Linked DNA regions of Zea mays: region 1 is linked to region 2. A link is a contact called in public Hi-C data. All regions are on one chromosome and are shown on one strand. The core of a region is the stretch at or near the end of the contact, and the rest is flanking DNA. Distances in the headings are between cores, read along the strand shown.

What was found. A called contact is a pair of places that touch in the nucleus more often than the background predicts.
Region 1: a contact with region 2 is called in a Hi-C map of ear, with 2.1 times the contacts expected there. The contact joins the promoter of LOC100283242 here to the promoter of LOC100217237 in region 2. A contact is called at or near these places in 3 of 25 Hi-C or Micro-C datasets (ear, leaf and tassel).

What each region holds. Positions count from the first base shown.
Region 1 is chr2:154,118,727-154,123,442 of Zm-B73-REFERENCE-NAM-5.0, forward strand. It overlaps LOC100283242 (40S ribosomal protein S16), which reads left to right and starts at 3,015. Exons shown (of 1, transcript NM_001291545.2): 1 at 3,015-3,749. The coding sequence starts at 3,103. The coding sequence ends at 3,549.
Region 2 is chr2:153,659,180-153,664,287 of Zm-B73-REFERENCE-NAM-5.0, forward strand. LOC100217237 reads left to right here and starts at 3,247. Exons shown (of 7, transcript NM_001143592.1): 1 at 3,247-3,543; 2 at 4,183-4,268; 3 at 4,678-4,686; 4 at 4,842-4,930. The coding sequence starts at 3,335.

The DNA of each region.
Region 1 (4,716 bases), core at 1,765-4,264, 460 kb after region 2:
AAACTGTTACTTGGGTGATCGAATCAGAGCTCTACATTCTTTTAGAAATGACTTCAGAGCTTTTTTACCGTTACTTTAGGTGATTAAATCGGAGCTCTTCATTCCCTTAGAAATGACTTCAGAGCTTTTTCACCGTTACTTAGGTGATTAAATCGGAGCTCTACATTCCCTTAGGAATGACTTCAGAGCTTTTTCACCATTACATAGGTGATTAAATCAGAGCTCTGTATTCCCTTAGGAACGACTTTAAAGCTTTTTCACCATTACTTAGGTGATTAAATCGGAGCTCTGCATTCCCTTAGGAACGACTTTGGAGCTTTTTCACCGTAACTTAGGTGATTAAATCATTGAACTTGAAGGTACCAACTCATTATTACATTGGATTGCAGAATGTGAAAAAAGTTTTGCAAATAAACATAAATGCGTAATAGCTTCTTCTTGATAGCTTTGGGTCTTCTTTCCCAGCCCCTTAGGGCTCCTCAGTATGTGTGCTTGGTCTCTGGACCGTGTTGTTAACAGTAGGAGCTTCAAAGGTTTCCCTTCTATCCCTTTGTTGCATGACTTACACTGGGAATTTGGGTTGACCAGCAGGGACTTGATCGTGAGGGGGTAGTCCCTGGATGAAGGTAGAAAATGACGTCCACATGCTCATAACAGGGTTACTCAAAGTATTTGAGGTCGAAGGTTGAAACAACCTTGACTCTTGTGATTGAGGATGTACATACTATGGAATGTACGGTGAGCAGTACGAAGATGTACTAAATACCTCCTTCAGTTAAGAAGGTTGAGATGTTGATGGTGTGGTGGCAAGTTCTTGTAGTGTGGGCCTTATCTTCACCATAAAATAAGCAGAACGACTTTCTTGGAGGTGCATTGGACCTGCCACCGAAGCTTCGGCCTCCCTGTCCTTCTCTCGGGCCAGCGGACGAAACATGCCATGAGAAGGCTCCTTCTGAGAGCTTGCTTGTTGTTGGCCTGATTGACCCTAAGATTGGGTCATCTTTTCTTCACCTTGCACTAGGTTATGGATGATTCGGAGACGCCTTAGGTGAAATCTTCCCTCGAAGCCCTTGGTGTCTTCGGTGTATCTGTGTAACTCCTCTCTTCTTTGGCAAAAGTCGTTGTTAGATTTTATGTACTCATCCATCTTTTGCAGCAACTTCTCAAGAGAATGTGGAGGTTTCCTTGCATAATATTGAGCTACTGATCCTGGCCTGAGCCCCTTGATGATGTCTTCAATGACGATGTCATCTTGGACTGCTGGCGCATAGACCCGAAGACGTTGGAACCTTCAGACAAATGAATGAAGGTATTCATCTGGATCTTAGGTGCACTGGAACATGACTTGTGTAGTAACATGCTTTGACTAAAACCCTCAAAGCTGGTGAGAAGCATTTCTTTTAGCTTCTGCCATGAAGTGACATTCCTTGGCCGAAGCGATGAATACAAAGTCTAGGACACATTTCTGATCGCCATTACAAAGGGTTTTGCCATGACTGCTGAGTTGCCACCGTATGAAGATATGGTAGTTTCGTAACTCATGAGGAATTGCTTCAGGTCAGACAGACCATCATAGTGTAAGAGGTCTGTACATTGGTGGCCAAGGTGTTGCCTGTAACTTTGGTGTCAGTGGTGAAGCTTCATCATAAAGGAAATCTTGGAGGTTGAATGGCTCGTGATGAAAATTGTCATGGTTACGACCCTCATAGTTATGGTCCTTGTAACTATACTGATCTTGCACTTTCAATGTTACAAATTTCTTCAGTTGCTTCGTTAATCTTCTTCTGAAGCTTAGAGAGAGGAAGCACCTTCTCCTTGCGCTTCTCCATTCGGTGGTGGATTGATTCGAGGTTGTTGATTTCACAATCAAGCTCCTCGTCTTACGGTTCTGGCCTGATGGCCTTCCTCTTTTGATTCCTTACCATCATAAGGAGAGCTTCATCCCCATGGTTAGGATCCTAGGTCCTAAGGATAGAGCCAGTCGCCACTGTATTCTTCAGCGGCATGATGGGGTTGTTGCGGTCGTGGAATCACCAGAGGTGGGTGCCAATGTTGAATACTCGTTTTCAATTGCTACATGGCATCGAAAACAACGCAACACAAGTTAAATTCAAACCTTCGTTCGTAAATTATCACTTCTCCAAAGGGATAACTTAAGGACGTAAGTAAGAAGAAGGGTGTGAATAGAACAATGTTTAAATAGAAAGATGATAGAAAATGACATAAAAGACTCATCTCGTATGTCTTAGTATTTTTATTCCATATTCCGTCATATCAAATACATTTACAAACATACCTTCAACTTCTTATCACAAGATAGCTTAAAGGTGCTTCAAAGGCTAAGAAGAACGAAGCTAGGGCCCTCAAAAAGTACTTTATGTAGGGTACTGTTCATCTATTTATATGCAAGTTGAATAACTTCATAGTTTATTACAATTATGCCTATAAAGTTTACACACATGATTTACAAATGACACATGACATTGCTGTCTTTTATCTTTCTTTCTTGTTGTACAAGTCTTGTACTCCTCCTTCGTCACTTTGCGTTCGAAGTTTTCTCCATGTCGGCTAACGACTTTGGCTTGCGCCTTCGTCGCTTGTATGCATGTGGACAAAATTTTCTTTTCATTGCTTCGACTGAAGGCTAGCTTCGTCTATTCTTCAATTTAGCCTGAAACACATTAGTTTACATCGAAGAAGAGGTGTCTTGAGAACATTCAGCAAGGTAGACCCTCAACAGTGGCGAAACCCATTTTTCATAATAACACAATTCCAAAATTTTCTCCATATTAATGTAGAGGAGTGGCGGCGACTCCGACCACCACGACACTGCTAGACGACTGGCCTTTCCCATGTGGCCTTTTATCACAAGACATGAGCCTCTAGAGGCCTGGCCCAATAATTATCTTATTTAACCACAAATGGGCCCCCAAAACAACTCTGGTCTAGATCTCAAACGCTCCACGGGCCGCATACCGTTCTAACAGCCGCGGCGGCACCAGACAAAACGCTTCGTGGCTATAAAGGCCAATCCACTCTCTCTCCAGGCACCCCGAGCCGCCAAAACCCTACCGCCGCCGCGAATCCCGCACGACCCCAACCATGACCGTGCTGAGCCGCCCTACCCCGGGCACGGCCCAGTGCTTCGGGCGGAAGAAGACCGCCGTCGCGGTCGCGTACACGAAGCCGGGGCGCGGCCTGATCAAGGTGAACGGCGTCCCGATTGAGCTGATCCGACCGGAGATGCTCCGCCTCAAGGCCTTCGAGCCCATCCTGCTGGCGGGGCGGTCCCGGTTCAAGGACATCGACATGCGGATCCGCGTCCGCGGCGGCGGGAAGACGTCGCAGATCTACGCCATCCGCCAGGCCGTCGCCAAGGGGCTCGTCGCCTACTACCAGAAGTACGTCGACGAGGCCGCCAAGAAGGAGATCAAGGACATCTTTACCCGCTACGATCGCACCCTCCTCGTCGCTGACCCCCGGCGCTGCGAGCCGAAGAAGTTCGGCGGACGTGGTGCCCGCGCCAGGTTCCAGAAGTCGTACCGTTGAGCGGCTGCCTGCTCCATCTCGATTTTTCAGATCGTTGTGGGTGTTCTTCGCTTTATTTCCTATCAATGGATCTGCTTATCTGGTTCTATATCTAGCTGCTGCTTTACCATAATGTTTAGACTTTAATGCCTAGCCTGAAACCTTGTTTGCAATGTGAAATTAATGTGAGAGATTATGAAGACTATTTTGGCTAGTCCCTCTATTATGATTTTCATCATTCCAGTATTGAGAATTATGATATTGTCCCCTAATGGTTTTGTTGTGTAACAGCTGCCTTCAATTTGTCTTTGTATCTGTTTGTCTGTTTATATTCACCTACGGTAGTACCAATCTGTTTAATTCAGTTGAATGAATTGCTCAACTATATATATAGATAGAGTAGTTGCATTTTTGGTACTTGGTACTTTGGTAGTAATAGATAAAGTAACCTTGTGGTATCAATGCCTTCTAAAGTGATTTTGCTTGACTTGCACCTGTTGCTCTGATCCACTAGGGAATTGATAGGAAATGTGTCTTTAAACTCTACAAATCTAAGTGAAGGCAAGTATACAGTACAATTTTGAATGTTTTCACTCTCCATTTGCTAGCTTGAGTTTATGTTAAATGTGACAATTGAGTGGTAAGTCAATATTGCTCATCTATTCATCGATCAGCCTGTCTTATGGTATGAACCTGCATATACTCTCTGTTTTGTTACCAAAGTTTAGTTGCTTTGGTGATTATGGAAGTTCATTTTGGTAGCGAGGTTGGTGATGCAAGGTTCTTAAAACCACTGATTCTAAAACATGTACTGTCACAACCGTAGAATCTTAACTTTCAATTTGCAAAACCATATGTTTTGTAGATAAAAAATGCAGAATCAACCCTATTAATTTAGATCATGTAAACATAAAGTCAGAATGATATAATCTTGGCAGACATGGCTGTGATGCGTTTCATATGATATTTGATTGGAATAGCTAGTTTTAGTTTATGGATTATGCTCTGTTTGAGGGGACACCATTTATTTCTTCACATAGTAGTATTATTAGAGATGTGCTGCCATGTTTTTCTCTTGCAGTGACAAGTCGTTGTTCACTGGAGAGAAGAGAGAATTTGGCTGCACTCCGCTTCTCATTAGAGCTAGGGAGTACTCTTTTGTGCGCATAATTTAGTTCTGTTTTGTTG
Region 2 (5,108 bases), core at 1,997-4,496:
GATGTATCCCATGTGGCGCGGTCGGTCCGAGCCCAAGGTCGGGCGAGGCGGAGACTCCTCCTGAGGCCGAGGCTGGGGTCGGGCGAGGACGCGATTCCTCCGAGGTCGAGGTTGAGGCCGAGCCCTGGGGTCGGGCGAGGCGGAGACCACCTTCCGAGGCCGAGGTTGAGGCCGAGTCCTGGGGTCGGGCGAGGCGGAGACCACCTTCTGAGGTCGAGGTTGAGGCCGAGCCCTGGGGTCGGACGAGGCGGAGACCACCTTCCGAGGCCGAGGTTGAGGCCGAGCCCTGGGGTCGGGCGAGGCGGAGACCACCTTCCGAGGCCGAGGCCCAAGGTCGGGCGAGGCGGAGCTTCCTGTTGCGCTTGAGGCTGAACTTGGCTGTTGTCAGCCTTACCCTGGTGGGTGGCACAACAGTCGGAGCGGGACAGGCGGCGCTGTTTTCCTATCAGGTCGGTCAGTGGAAGGGCGAAGTGACTGCGGTCACTTCGACCCTGCCGACTGAGGCACGTGTGTCAGGATAAGGTGTCAAGCGATCCTCGCATTGAATGCGCCTGCGATACGGTCGGTTGGAGGGGCGATTTGGCCAAGGTTGCTTCTCGACGAAGCCTGCCCGAGCTGGGGTTCGGTCGAGTCGAGGGTGCGCCCGTTGCTTGAGGAGGCTCTCGGGCGAGGCGAGAATTCGTCTGGGACTACTGTTCCCGCCCGAGGCTGGGCTCGGGCGAGGCGAGATCGCGTCCCTTGAGTAGACGAAGCCTTGATCTGAATCGTGTCCATCAGCCTTTGCGGTTTGTGCTGATAATGGTTACCAGCCGTGTTTAGGAGTGTTGGGGGTACCCCTAATTACGGTACCCGACAGTACTAGAGTAACCAAACTAGACCTAAATTAGTGATTGATATGTAACCATATTTTCATAACTTTGTAGGGGAGTCCGAGTTAGAGTGCGCTACACAAGGCCAAGATCACGACGCACCGGAGGAGCGAGGACCATGGTCATAGGGATGAGATACTAAGGCCTACATTAAGCCTATTGGACCCACATTCTGGCAGTGATAGACAAGGTTTGTCTTTACCCCTTCTCTATGTTAATTATCCGGTTGATGAAGTGATTCAGTAACCTATGAGGTGGATGTACCCTAGGAGGAGCCTGAGTACTACCGAATGTTGGTGGACTCGTGACATGTAAAGTATTTGAACTGATAAATTGTTATTGGATTTATAATAAGATTTGGACACTTTTTGTTGAATTTTTGTAAGTATAATGTGTTTTATTTGACAAAAAATAGGGGACTTGGTTTCCCCCCTCCCTGTTGTCGGTTTATCGTCGAACGATTAATCGGTTGTATCGATAGATAAATCGGCTGAAAATCGAGCAAATTCAAAGTTTGGTTTGAATTTAAATTCAACCGGTTTGTATCTGTTTAAGCCGATTAATTATGATTTGTTGCTAATCGGTTCTGACGGTTTTTGGCGGGCAACCGATATTTCTGAACCCTGGCCGCACCTGTATATGATCGTCAGCTAGCTAGGTACTGTAACTTGCAAGCAAGCAGCAGTGCATATATCTATCTATATTCATATACTAGCTACAACGGTGGAGAAAGGTTTGGAATTTGCTTGTGGTGGCTGCAGAATCCGGCGACCTAATTAATCGTGGCGTACGTTTTCACTTGACCAACTCCATCAAGTAGTAGCTGGGAAAACAGGCATTAGGGTTAGCTACTAAACCAAACACGCGCTCGCCTGCAGCTGCAGTGCACCCGTTCGTGTGGCGCGTCGTTGCAAGCAAGCGATGTGATTCGAGCGTCCACGCTTTGTCTGAAAGTTTCAGAGCTGATCGTCTGCTGATGCATCATGCGTTTGGCATAGGAAAAAGATCACAGCTCTCGACGTCCCCCAAACAACAGGTTATATTAGCTAGCTAACTGTTAACTGCATGCAACTAATAAGTAGACAGATTATATTAGCTGCATCCGGAGAAGCTAATTATTACTTAGTAGCTAACCAATAACGACTATAGAATTCAAATAGAACTTTAGTTTGTATGGAACCCAGGGATTTCACGTGGGAAGTCTATAAGCCTGTCCTTGATAGATCGTGTAAATAGGGAACATGACATTGTAGATAACACTGTGTTTATAAAGTTAAGTTTCAAATATGTAAAGAGATAGAAGATGAGATAGAAGAGATCCTAGAGACGGCCTGAGAGGAGTCAGGCCTCCTTTGGACTGTGGCAAATTTTTCTGTTTTCTGTGTTTTTTCTATGAAAATGAACTGATTCCTGTAAACAAATAGTTCCTTAATGATTTAAGGGGTGTTTGGTTTCTAGGGACTAATGTTTAGTCCCTACATTTTATTCTATTTTTGTTCCAAAATTGTCAAATATAGAAACTAAATCTTTATTTTAGTTTCTATATTTAGCAATTTATATACTAAAAAGGAATAAAGTGAAGAGACTAAACATTAGTCCCTAGAAACCAAACACCCCTTTAGTTTCACATGAATCAGCTTATTTTTATAGAAAAACGCAAGAAATAAAAAAAATCACGCATTCCAAAGGAAGTTCAGAGTTTTATATGAATGAAACTCTCTCCTCTCACGAAGCTTTCTGCTCAATGATGAGGGGAAAAATTGTGTTCCAAACAGTAAGTAGATTATCGTTTAACTCAGCAGCTGGACAGCACAGCACAGCACGGGGGTGGTTTGAATTCAACGTTTTGTTTGATGATTGATCTTGGCTACTTGTTGCTTGCGCCCCATGCCCTGCTCTGCTTCGACAGGTGTCGCCGGCGCGCGTCGGAGAGAGCAGAGAGGACAACCCCCCGCCTTGGGACTGCAAGCGCGGCGGCGCGCCGGCGGTTGGCGCCATTTGGACACGGCGCGTCCAACATGTGTTTGCTGCTGACGCAACCGCACTGCCGTTGCATTGCGACGCTACCCTTCGCAGGTGGCTGGCAGGTGGAGGCGCGTCCGTGTCCGTCCACCTGTCCCCTGCCTCCTCACGGCGGCGTGCCACGTAGGAGTAGGCGGCACAGAGATGGCGAGATGCCAGGCGAGCACGAGCAAGGCAAGACTGCATGAGCACAACGGGGGGGCCGGGCCAGACGGACGGGACGGGAAGCAGCACGCGCCACGCAACAACAATGGCAGTTGGCACAGAGGCGCAACGCAAAAACCCCCCACCGCCACCGCTCTATAAAAACCCCGTCCTCCTCCTCCTCCTCCTCCTCCCCCGCCTCGCCGCCAGTCAGATTCACCACCGGCTCCCCTGCACAACCGCGTCCGCGCTGCACCACCACCGTTCATCGAGGAGGAGGGGGGACGGAGACCACGGACATGGAGAGATCTCAACGGCAGTCTCCTCCGCCACCGTCGCCGTCCTCCTCCTCGTCCTCCGTCTCCGCGGACACCGTCCTCGTCCCTCCCGGAAAGAGGCGGAGGGCGGCGACGGCCAAGGCCGGCGCCGAGCCTAATAAGAGGATCCGCAAGGACCCCGCCGCCGCCGCCGCGGGGAAGAGGAGCTCCGTCTACAGGGGAGTCACCAGGTACGCGTCTATCGCATGCATGCCTTCCATTCCCTTCCCTTCCATTTCCACCGCTTTGATTCCGGCCGCCGGCGGCCCACGGCTCCCTCGTCCCGATCCCATCCGACCCACCCACCCACAGCCCGACAGCAGCCCGCCGCCGCGGATCCTGCATTGCCGTAAAGTTCGCTTCTTCTCTCACTCACCGCCAACGGAGCTCCGTCCGATCCCATCTCCACTCCACTCCCGCCCCGCAGGCCGCAGCTGCGCTTCCCCCCACAACTCCGATCGCCTTGCAGCGCGAAATCTACCTTCAGCTGCATGTCACATCCGCCGCCGCCGCCGCCCTGCTCGTTCCACCGCTCCTCGATCGAACGTGCCGCGGCAAGCTCCTCTGCTCCCTGTTTCCTCAGCCCAGCCCATGCCGCCCCTTTCGTCCCTGCTCCTGCTCCATTTTCCGCGCATCGCTTTCAGAAAGAAGAAAAGGCAGGTCGTTTTCTGAATTCCGATAGCTAGGAAGTAGAAAAGCATGTCCATCCGCATTACTCCTGTCTCCAGTTCTCCTGTTCCATGAAAAAAAGAAAAAGAAAACTGGAATCTCATCAACATCCACACGCGTCGCGCTGCATGCGTGCGTGCGTGCGTGCTGTCTCAACGCAGGCACAGGTGGACGGGCAGGTTCGAGGCGCATCTCTGGGACAAGCACTGCCTCGCCGCGCTCCACAACAAGAAGAAAGGCAGGCAAGGTGTGTACTTCTTTCCGAGTATCATCATCATCAAGAATCCATCCGTTTTCATCCTGTTCGGTATTCTCTCCCAAAAGAGGAACAAAACCAGTCTTAAATCTTAATACGAGGATTAAGCAGCAATGGTGGTACTACGACCATAAACAAAACCCAATACTAGGAACCCAACTGAGGTCCTTTGTGTCCTATGCAAGGATGCTGAATTCCTGATGCATCTGCCCAGTACCACAGTACAGCGATCCTTTTTTTCTCTCTCTTTGAAAGTGCGCCGAATTTCTTTAAGGCTGACATACTGATCAGGCTTTGTTTATCTCCATTTTTTTTCTTCAATCTTTGGCGATGGTGGTCCCCTTGGCGCCGGTGATCTGCATGTGCCTGTGATCTACTGCTGGCTGCATCACCTCAATAGTCTACCTGGGTAAGTCCCACTCCCACAGCAAAGCCCTCTGCTCTCGAATATATCTCTTGGTTGCCAGATTTCGTTTCATGTTACTTGTCGCCAGATCATGCCGTGATCTGCGTCCTTGTCTTAAAGCCGGGGGGATTAATTTGTCAATTGTGCATGATCTGCAGGGGCGTATGACAGCGAGGAGGCAGCTGCTCGTGCCTATGACCTCGCAGCTCTCAAGTACTGGGGTCCTGAGACTCTGCTCAACTTCCCTGTAAGTTCCTCCTGCACTGCTCGTCTGCTCAAAAACTAGGAACTGTCCCTACTTGTACTAAGAACTGTCTGTTCCTGATATATGCATAAAAGGCAAGGATTGGCATTGCTTGCACCAAGATTAATTAGCACGACACAGCCAGGATGTTGTATATCCTCCTGTTCATGCATGGCAACAA